Regions from separate parts of the Salmo salar genome. Here region 2 is linked to region 1. A link is a contact called in public Hi-C data. All regions are on one chromosome and are shown on one strand. Each heading gives the region's core, a stretch centred on a gene start, on an enhancer-like site or on the middle of the called end of the contact. The rest is flanking DNA. Distances are from core to core; before and after follow the strand shown. Region 1 holds the start of mtrf1l (mitochondrial translational release factor 1-like). Region 2 holds the start of LOC106577153 (putative ATP-dependent RNA helicase DHX57).

Region 1 (5,251 bases), core at 2,039-4,538:
CATTAATTGTGAAAGTGATCTGAAAAAGAAATAATGAATTGAGCACTTAGCAAAATAAGTCTGTACTTAATCTTTGGTAACAGTGGTAATGTTACCAAAGAAAGAAGGTAATACTTCACTGATTTATTTTTACTTTTTTAAAAGCTTGTAAAAGTACAAGGGCCAAATACCTCAGGGAAGGTCTCACCTCTGTGGGCTGGGGTAGCACTGCCACTGTCATGGTGCTGGTGTGAATACGACCCTGTTTCTCAGTCTTAGGGACTCTCTGCACGCGATGCACACCTGCCTCAAACTTCATCCTCTTGTAGCTGTTAGGACCACTGACACTGGCTGATGCATGCCGTAACCCACCTGCAAACAGTTGACATTCACACACTCAAAGTTACCATTCATAAAATGGAGTCAGTTGAAGGTTTGGGTAAACACTAGCAACAGGAATGTTTTGACAACAACAAACCTGTTAATTAATGAATGTGACTGACCTATTTCACTTTTCATGTACTCCAGGATGTCAAACCCCCAGCCCTGGTGTGCTGCAAAGCTCTGGTACATGTCAAAGACCTCTGCAGTGAAGAGCATGGCCTCCTGACCTCCGACCCCTGCGGTGACCTCCAGGACTAGGTCACTCATGTCTGACTCCTCCTCAGGAATCAACAGGGACAGGATCTGAAGGAATGTAGAAGAATCAGACATGATAGTTTAGTAATTTTCTCAAACTACGTTTTCCATACTGATTGGAGTGATTCGATTTCCTTTCGCCACCCTAAATGTGCTTTTATCAGTGTCATCTTATTCCGACTGTAGGGGGAACTTAAAATGCAGGTGTGTACCTTTTGTCTAACATCTTGAATCGCTTTCTGACAAGCCTCCCTCTCAAGGACTGCCAGTTCACGCATGTCTGGGTCGTCATCTTAGGGAAAAAGGGAAAAACAATGTTTCTTATTTCACTGAATTTACTATCAGTGAAAGATCCATTTATAGTGAACAGAAATATAAATGCAAAATGTAAAGTGTTGGTCCCATGTTTCAATACGCACAAAAAGCTTATTTCTCTCACATTTTTTGCACAAATTTGTTAACATCCCTGTTAGTTAACATCCTTTGCCAAGATAATCCATCCACCTGACAGGTGTGGCATATCAAGAAGCTGATTAAACAGCATGATCAATACAGGTGCACATTTTGCTGGGGACAATAAAATGCCACTCTAAAATGTGCAGTTTTGTCACACAACACAATGCCACAGATGTCTCAAGTTTTGAGGGAGCGTGCAATTGGTATACTGACGGCAGGAATGTTCACTAGAACTGTGGACAGAGAATTTCATTTTCACTTTTCTACCATAAGACAACTCCGTCATTTTGGAGAATGTGGAAGTACGTCCAACCGGCTTCACCATGGCAGACCACGTATACCCAGGCCAGCCCAGGGCCTCCACATCAGGCTTCTTCACCTTCGGGATCGTCTGAGACCAGCCACACGGGCAGCTGATGACACAAACTGTCAGAAAAAGTCTCAGGGAAGCTCATCTGAGTGCTCTTCGTCCTCACTTGGGTCTCGACCTGACTGCAGTTCGGTGTCGTAACCAACTTCAGTGGGCAAATGCTCACCTTCGATGGCCACTGACACACTGGAGAAGTGCTCTTCACGGATGACTTCGGTTTCAACTGTCCCGGGCAGATGTCGTGTTGGCGAGCGGTTTGCTGATGTCAACATTGTGAACAGACTGCCCCATAGTGGCTTTGGGGTTATGGAATGGGCAGGCATACGCTACGGACAACGAAGACAAGTACATTTTATTGAGGGCAATTTGAATGTACAGAGATACCGTGACAAGATACTGAGGCCCATGAGCCATTCATCCGCCGCCATCACCTCATGTTTCAGCATGATATTGCACAGCCCCATGTCACAAGGATCTGTACACAATTCCTGGAAGCTGAAAATGTCCCAGTTCATCCATGGCCTGCATACTCAACAGACATGTCACCCATCAAGCATGTTTGGGATACTCTGAATCGACGTGTATGGCAGCGTGTTCAAATTCCAGCCAATATCCAGAAACTTTGCACAGCCATTGAAGAAGAGTGGGATGATATTCCACAGGCCACAGTCAACAGCCCGATCAACTCTATTCGAAGGTGTCGTCACACTGCATGAGACAAATGGTGGTCATGCCCTGGTCTGATCCATGCCCTGACCCTTTAAAAAAAAAAGTTATCTGTGACCAACATATGCATATCTGTATTCCCAGTCATGTGAAATCTATAGATTAGGGCCTAATAAACGTATTTCAATTGACTGATTTCCAAATATGAACTGTAACTCAGTAAAATCTTAGAAATTGTTGCATTTATATTTTTGTTCAGTGGTAGATACAAGATGGATACATTATACACAGTCACCAGATGTAGGAACAGGTACCGTTTGTTACAATGTCAAACTCACAAGCTGCTGATTCCTATTGGCCATGAGATGCCCTTCTGCATCTGTTGATAGAACATCACACATTAGGTGTGGCCTCACCTTTCAGTAATGTTTCAGTTTCAGCAAATTCCTGCTGTTTTGTCTGAAGCTCTCTGGTGTACTGGATTAGTGGGGCTAGTACAGAAACTCTTGTCCTCTTCACTCTCAATTCCGCTTCACCATCCTGCTGTCCCTCTGTCATGTTGACAACTGTCAGACTATCTCTGTACTCTGTCTCCATCTTCTTGAAGTAGTCCTGTAATGATCTTCTGGCAAAGATCTCGTCCACTGACAGTAACTTCGTAATCATCAATGGCTGAGTTGCATGCATAGTTCTACTATTTGGGCTAAGCTTTTGGGACGAATTTTGACATTTACCGCATAGAACCGCTCCGTAATCTCTTTGTCTTTGGGACATGACGGTAGACCCCCTCTGGTAAGAGGACATCCAGGACCGACCACACACGTTCCCTAAGTGCATTTTGACAGCTTGAGTAAAAGCCATACTAAACAATGGTTCGCATAAAAGGTTCAATACAACAGTGGAACAATATTACTCTTTAGAATTTGTTGATTTGTTTATAATATTATCTAGTTAGCTAGCTGATTTGTTTTGCACTACACAATGGCAGCTAATTGAAGTGATATGACGTTCTGAAGGGTTTTGGATAGTGTGTACAGTTGTATCGACCATAACAACTATTTGAAAATAAAAACATATAAAACATTTTTTTCTGGATTTCATTTATCGCTAACCATCACCAAAGCCAGAGAAGTGCTACTGCTCAAGGGCGCTGACATGTTGGTTTTTGCACATAAGTGGTTGCGCCCTGTTTCGATTCTCAAATACCGTAAGTATGGAAATAAACACGTAGATTACCGTAAGTAAACAAATACATGTAGCCAAAACATTAAGATTTATCTGTAGTAGTAGCTATAGTATATAATAAACCGGATAGTTTGGCTCCTGGTGCTGATTAGAATAAATATATATATTTCTTTACTGTTCTAAATACCTTGGTAACCCGTTTATAATAGCAATAAGGCACATTGAGGGTTTGTGGTATATGGCCAATATACAACGGCTAAGGATTGTATCCAGGCACTCCGCCTTGAGTCTATTTTGAGTCGTACATAAGAACAGCCCTTAGCCTTGGTATACTGGCCATATACCACAACCTCTCGTGCCTTATTGCCCAAGTATCGCATTGTGTAAAAATAACAATGTTGTATAAAACTTCACCAAAGCATTCAAATGTCAAAACATTAATGTGTCACTGCACGGGACTGTCTTAATGACCACTTTGACTGTTGTGTTCACTGTTTATGGAAACAACCCTGGGAACAACAATCCCATGTTCCACCAGCAGATGGGAGGCAACATCCATCCAACTTTGCAGTTCACTGAAGAGTCAATTTACAGATTGTGTAATGTGTAACTAACTACCAATGATATACATGTACATGTAACTACCAATGATATATATAATCAGTTTTCCATGTTGATTCAACCTCATCACATATATTTTGGGGGTTGAAATTACGTGGAAACAATGTTGATTCAACCAGTTTTTAGTTACATATATAGTGGGTATGCAATTTCAACCCCCAAAATATATGTGATGAGGTTGAATCAACATGGAAAACTGATTATATATATATTATATATTTTCACCCAACTTTTAACCAAAATCAAAACTAGACGTTGAACTGACGTCTGTGCCCAGTGGGTAGGAATGGGTTAATGGTTTCATTCCAGTACTGTATGTGTATGATATTAGTAGGTTATTGCTTGCAGCTGTGCACCATCATACGATTGGCAGCTCATAAAGCAAATAAAGTTCAAGTCAGGGAAAGGAAGAGTATTGCCAAATTTGGTTTTCCTTGGAATTTACCTTGGGCAGGATAAAACATATTATATTTCACCAGATTTGGCTGTTGCTCAGCACTTTTGGTTCTTTGGAAAATCAGGATTTCCAAGCTGTGATTCATATTTTCTTTGCCCATGAGATAGATAGGATGGAATGCAAGGAACACACACAGTGTTTCCAGTAGTAATCAGGTTGAGATTTTTACTACTTGATGTTGGTAGTAAATAAGTAGTCACAACACTACAACCAGACTACACCAGCTTTTCGCGACTGCAGAAGAAGACAAAACAGGAAGTAGTTGGTTGTTTTTAGCTAGCTACTGTTTTTGACATTCCTGAATGTAATCATCTTCCATCCTTCGTCTGCCTGTCTTTCATGGCCCTTATGCTGGTACCATCTGTAAGTTTAACTTTCCTTTATGTTTTCTGAATACTTGAACAATTTCAATAAAGTTTGTATGACCTTATTTATTGTTTGATGATATCACTTTTTATTTTATTTAACTAGGCAAGTCAGTTAAGAACAAATTCTTATCTACTATGATGGCCTACCAAAAGGCAAAAGGCCTCCTGCGGGGAAGAGGGCTGGGATAAAATAAAATAAAAAATAGGACAAAGCACACATCATGACAAGAGAGACAACATTACATAAAGAGAGACTTAAGCCAACAAAATAGCATGGCAGCAACACATGACAACTACACATGGTAGCAACACAATATGACAACAACATGGTAGCAACACATGGCAGCAGCACAACATGGTAGCAGCACAAGACATGGTACACACACTATTGGGCACAGACAACAGCACAAAGGGCAAGAAGGTAGACAATGCATCACGCAAAGCAGCCACAACTGAGTGTCCATGATTGAGTCTTTGAATGAAGAGATTGAAATAAAACTGTCCAGTTTG
Region 2 (5,251 bases), core at 1,656-4,155, 320 kb after region 1:
AGTCATGCCACTGACCACCAGCACCTGGCAGTTGTCCAACAGGTCCAGGATGTTCTCCTTCTCATTCCAAGCAGGCAGCTTCTGTCTCTGCTGCAACATGGAGGTGAAGCGCCTGGATGACTGGCAGAGAAAGGAACAGAACAGACATTCACATATCATCATTAGGGAGCGAGCTTTTTCATGACTACATGTTTTCAGGCGTACGGATATGGCCATAACTAGTAATGGACAGGACTGATGAATCGCAAGTCTCCCATACAACCAATAGATGGAGCTAAATAGCATAAGACAGGCTGTTTACATGTCCCTCTTGTACTGTAGTAACGGCCCAGAATGAAGTACGTTCTCCACTCTACCTGTTTTGTCCTGAACTCTCGACACAGTTTGGCATTCTCCTTTTGCTGGCTCCCTGTCCTCTCTTCATGTCTCTTCACCATCTTCTTCCTCAGGTTGACATAGCTCTCGGTCTCAGGAACCACCACTTCTTCCTCATCATCCTCCTCCTCCTCCTCCTCCTCCAAGTCTTCTGTGGCCTGCTGTGTCCTGTGGCTGCTTGTTCTGTTAGTTGGGGAAGTTCTGCTGTTGGCGGTGCTGTTGTTAGTTGGGGCAGTTCTGCTGTTGGCGGTGCTGTTGTTAGTTGGGGCAGTTCTGCTGTTGGCGGTGCTGTTGTTAGTTGGGGCAGTTCTGCTGTTGGCGGTGCTGTTGTTAGTTGGGGCAGTTCTGCTGTTGGCGGTGCTGTTAGTTGGGGTAGTTCTGCTGTTGGCGGTGCTGTTAGTTGGGGTAGTTCTGTTGGTGTTCGTACTACGCTTGCTCTCCACGTGTGATGCCGTGTTGCTCCTCCCACTCTTGCACTTCGTCATGGCAACAGCAGCAGGGGGTGGAGCCACTACCACAGGGGGCAGGGAGCTGTATTTATGATGGGTGACTGACAGCAGCTCCTTCATGGTGGCCTCGTCCTCGCAGCAAGTGATCAGGGTGTAGACCACGGGCTCCCCCTCCTTCGCTGCAGCCAAGGCCTCCCCGAACAGATGCTCTGTGACACTCAGCCTGGCTGCGGCCCCTATGGTCTCATCGTTAGTGCTGAAGGCCACGACAGGAGCCTGGAAGGGGTAGCGGTTCCCTTTAGGGAAGCGGACCTCCAGCTCGTACTCTGGAGAGGAGTAGCTGCTGAACCCAGGTTGGCTGGCTCCCACGGGGTCTTGAGGGCCCGAAGCTGTCCCCTTGGTGGGCATCTGGTGCTTATACTTGCACTTAGCTCCAAACCTGCATCCGGCACCCTTTAGGTAGAAGCTGCAGACGTCCCTAATTTGAACGGCGTCGTCGGTGCGAGCAGATGCGTTCTGTTTTCCTCTGGCAATGTCGGCCAGGAAGTCGGGGTCCAAAGTGACAGTCCAAACGCTGTTGGCGATACGCTCGGTAAAGCGGTCGCCGTAGATGGCGGTGAGGGCCAAGGCCTCCTCCTGTCTCTGGGTGAGGCACTCGTCCATGGGCGCCCCTTGGAGGCCATCGGGGGAGACAGCTTTGGGGCCGTAGCGCTCGGAGAAAACCTGGAGGAGCAGCTGTTCCATGGTGGCTCCCACCTCCCCAACACCTGCCTCCAGGGCCTGCTTGCTGCGCTCCCGGTCGAAACCATACCTACACACAACGCCGAGGGAGGGATGTTAGAAACGACACATCAAGACATGACACATTCATCACAATGACTGGAAGCAACCCCCTTCCTAAACAATTTAAAAGTGTCACTAAATATCCCACCCTGACATATCATTAGAGCTGAGATGGGTACAGAAAGTGAAGTCTGAATCTAAGTGGTGTTGATACCTGCAGAGCTTTCCTATGGCAAACAGTCCTATGACTGGCTCGGGAGTGGGCCGCCGTTCATCCTCAGAGTCAGGATCATAGACGGGGCTCTCTGCACGCTCAACAGGCTCATCATGGGTGTTCCAGAACTGCCCTTCTTCCCGGTAATCCAGCTCATCATACTCCTCCTCTTCCTCATACTCCTCTTCTTCACTGAGAAAGGAAAGGTGGGTTAAGATCACGTGATGTTATTAGTCTATTCGGGTAAACAAGGTGACACCTGATACATCCCTAAACAAATCTCTGCCGAGAAGAAAACACCATCCCTGAACACAAACCAATTATTCTAATATTATACAGTCCCCCAGTGTTCTGAAGGCACCCCAGTGTTCTGAAGGCACCCCAGTGTTCTGAAGGCACCCCAGTGTTCTGAAGGCACCCCAGTGTTCTGAAGGCACCCCAGTGGACAGTCTCTCACAGTATGTTTTGAGAACACTCACTCATATGGCTCGTCGTCGTAGTCCTGGGTCTGCAGCTCTCTCAGCAGCTCTTTCACCTGCTCCTGGTTCTCATTGGTCATGAAGATCTTCTGCATGGGCATGTTGCCCATCATCTCAGGCCTGAGGCGAGGCCTGTCTTCATCCACCAGCCTAGGCCGAGGTCTCTCGCTAATTAGGGACTTGGGTAAACCCCTACCATTAACCTTTCCCCTACCCCTATCTCCGCCACCTCTACCCCTCCCTCCACCAGTGCTCCTTCCCCGTCCTCCTCTACCTCTGCTGCTACCCCCGCTGCCCCCACCCCTTCCTCTGCCTGAGGTGGGCCTGTGGATAGAGAAAGAGAGATGAGAGAAATAAGTTAATTATTCAGGCTTATTCCACATTTCAAAAGATCAGAGCAAGCATGACTACTCTAGTAGCTAACTAATTATCTTAAGACGAAAGCTCAGGATAAGAGTGTTTGCTAAATTACTAAAATGTAAATGTAATTACACTGTACCTGGCTGAGCGACTGGGTCCAAAATCAAGGCTGAAATCGTCACCGTCATCCCAGCCACCACTAGCTGCCTTTCCACCTCCTCCCCCTCCCCCACCACCTCCTCCTCCTCCCCCCCTTCCTCTTCCTCTCCCTCCTCCGGGCTTGTTAAATCGCCCTCCACCTCTGTTGGGCTGCCCCCTCCTTCTTCCACTCATTTCACGTCTCTTTCTGTAATCCAAAGTATAATCACACCTGAAGAGAACAAAAGCAGACAAATCAAGAGGTACATTATTAGTGCTATGGTGTCAACCCTGCTCAGGGATGACAAGTATCTTGAGTTAAAATGTCTGTCTATTTCATGAATAAGGTCTACACAAAACTAAGTGCATAGTCATTTGACACCTGATTGTGATCTGTGCTAAATGAGAGGAAGATACAGTAGTCGACCTGTATAGAGAGAGAGAGATGCAGTCTAATACCAGATGTAGTTTGCAACGAGCCTTTGACTATTCAATAGCATAACACATTGCCAGGTAACTATGTTATTATGCGCCGGACATACTTCTTGCATTACTGTAGCACTCGGTTGTTTTGCAGTTGCTGACTTCACTTCCTACTCTGGGCTTCATTTTTTAGTTCAATGACACATACGGCGCCGGTGGCCATAATTATACAAGGCACGGTGACGGTGCCTTAAACGGGAGAACCGGGTAGCTAAAATTGTTCTTTCTGGCTGACAAAACACGTTTACATCGTGTTTAGTTCATAAAACGCAATGGGTTGTGGGCAAACGAGATAATTGACCAGAATGACTCAACAGTACACTTAACAGTCAGCTAGTACCGAAGATGGCTAGACAGTAGCCATGCTAGCTACCGTTAACGTTAGCTAGCTAAATAGTTAGCCTAGCTACCGGTAGGTCGGTAGAACACATTGTTTATTTCTTTATGGGCAAGAGGACATTTAGTGAAAGCTTTTGCTTTAAAAACAAACAAAAAAACACGTACTATCTACGAACGGTCGAGGAAAAATACATAAGAGAGACAAATAACAGGTTATTTAACCAGAGACCGAAGAACATGTACAAACCTGACACAAAGCTGATCGGTCCACCGGCAAATTCAGCTTCTCTCTCATTGGTTAATGAATCAGAGGTCAAAGTTTCTTTTCCGGTGAAAGTTGTATAACTTTAGAGTTGCCATGGTAACATAACGTTTAGGGAAGTGCAGAGTGCAACAAAATCAGCTGGACCAGCACGAAAATAGAGAGTAAGATATAGTCATGTTTGAACTAGCAACACATCCGAAATGTGTAGACTGGCTTAACAGCCAGACAGCCAGCTAATGACTCAACATTAAGTAAATTGTCAAAGCATCACAAACATGTCAGGTGAGTTGCTAGCCAAGTAAAACTCCACGGTGTACTTGACGGTCAGTTGATGTGAAGTACATCATGGAGTTAAGTTTTACTGGCTAGTTAGCTATCTAGCTACAACATGAGGTTGGTGGCACCTTAATTGGGGAGGATGGGATCGTGGTAAGGGCTGTAGAAGAATAAGTGGAATGGTATCAAATACATCAACCACATGGTTTGATGCCATTCCATTCACTCTGTTCCTTATAATGTCATTATTAATTAAGTGTTTTTCCTGCAGAGAAGAAAGGAAAGGCCACAGAAAGCAAATGTACAGACCAGACTTCACAGACCATCCTATGTATATCCTAAATATTGTAAATGTTTGTGCTTTAGGCTAACTATTATCCTATGTATCAGCGTATGTTTTGAACTCCACTCATATATTTCATTTCAGAGGAACACAGTTTGAAAGTATCCTATATTTTCCAGAATGGTGACAGATATGGGAAGTCCTCATATCATATTGACTCAGTAACATTAGATTTTTGATTCGAACTGTTAGAACCACATGTTCTAACCAGCTGCATTGTGGGCTGTCATAACCAGAAGGTGAGTGCTGCAGGTTCACAGAGGAATTTGTGGTGAGAAGTGGCATAGGCAAACATGGTTTCAGGGTGGGTACTCTGCTGTGAGTGGACAGTGCTCCATCTATTCCATACGGAAGGCAGAGGGACTCTGGAACATCCCTCTGGGCCAATGTATGAAGGGGACTTAAAGACAACATGTACCACGGCACTGGGACATACAGATTCCCCGATGGGACCAAATATTGCAGCAGCAAGAACTGGTGAACCCATGACTTTAGCATGTTCACTTTTTCCTGTCACAGGCTAGTAGTGAATGTTAGGCTAGGCCTATGGCTAATTATAGCTCTATTTGTTGTTTTTGTCTAGGTTGGATGGTGACGGGAAGTTCACAGATTCTCAGGGACTTGTTTGGACTGGAGGCATCCACAACAAGGCAGCTCCTGGCTTGAAACTTAAACTCAACATGGAACCCATGAGGGCCTCCTGGGTGGCGCAGTGGTCTAAGCTGTGCCACCAGAGATTCTGGGTTC

What was found. Hi-C and Micro-C count contacts between places; a contact is called where the count stands out from the background.
Region 2: a Hi-C map of blood shows a contact between it and region 1, with 9 times the contacts expected there. The contact joins the promoter of LOC106577153 here to the promoter of mtrf1l in region 1. A contact is called at or near these places in 2 of 3 Hi-C or Micro-C datasets (blood and muscle).

Annotation. Positions count from the first base shown.
Region 1 is chrssa18:26,729,558-26,734,808 of Ssal_v3.1, forward strand. mtrf1l (mitochondrial translational release factor 1-like) reads right to left here and starts at 3,289. Exons shown (of 7, transcript XM_014154842.2): 1 at 2,527-3,289; 2 at 831-910; 3 at 483-666; 4 at 188-351; 5 at 1-19. The coding sequence starts at 2,971.
Region 2 is chrssa18:27,048,041-27,053,291 of Ssal_v3.1, forward strand. It overlaps LOC106577153 (putative ATP-dependent RNA helicase DHX57), which reads right to left and starts at 2,906. Exons shown (of 22, transcript XM_014154953.2): 1 at 2,800-2,906; 2 at 2,301-2,624; 3 at 1,822-2,013; 4 at 357-1,635; 5 at 1-120. The coding sequence starts at 2,413. It overlaps LOC123728713 (a long non-coding RNA gene), which reads left to right and starts at 3,930. Exons shown (of 2, transcript XR_006760410.1): 1 at 3,930-4,167; 2 at 5,088-5,251.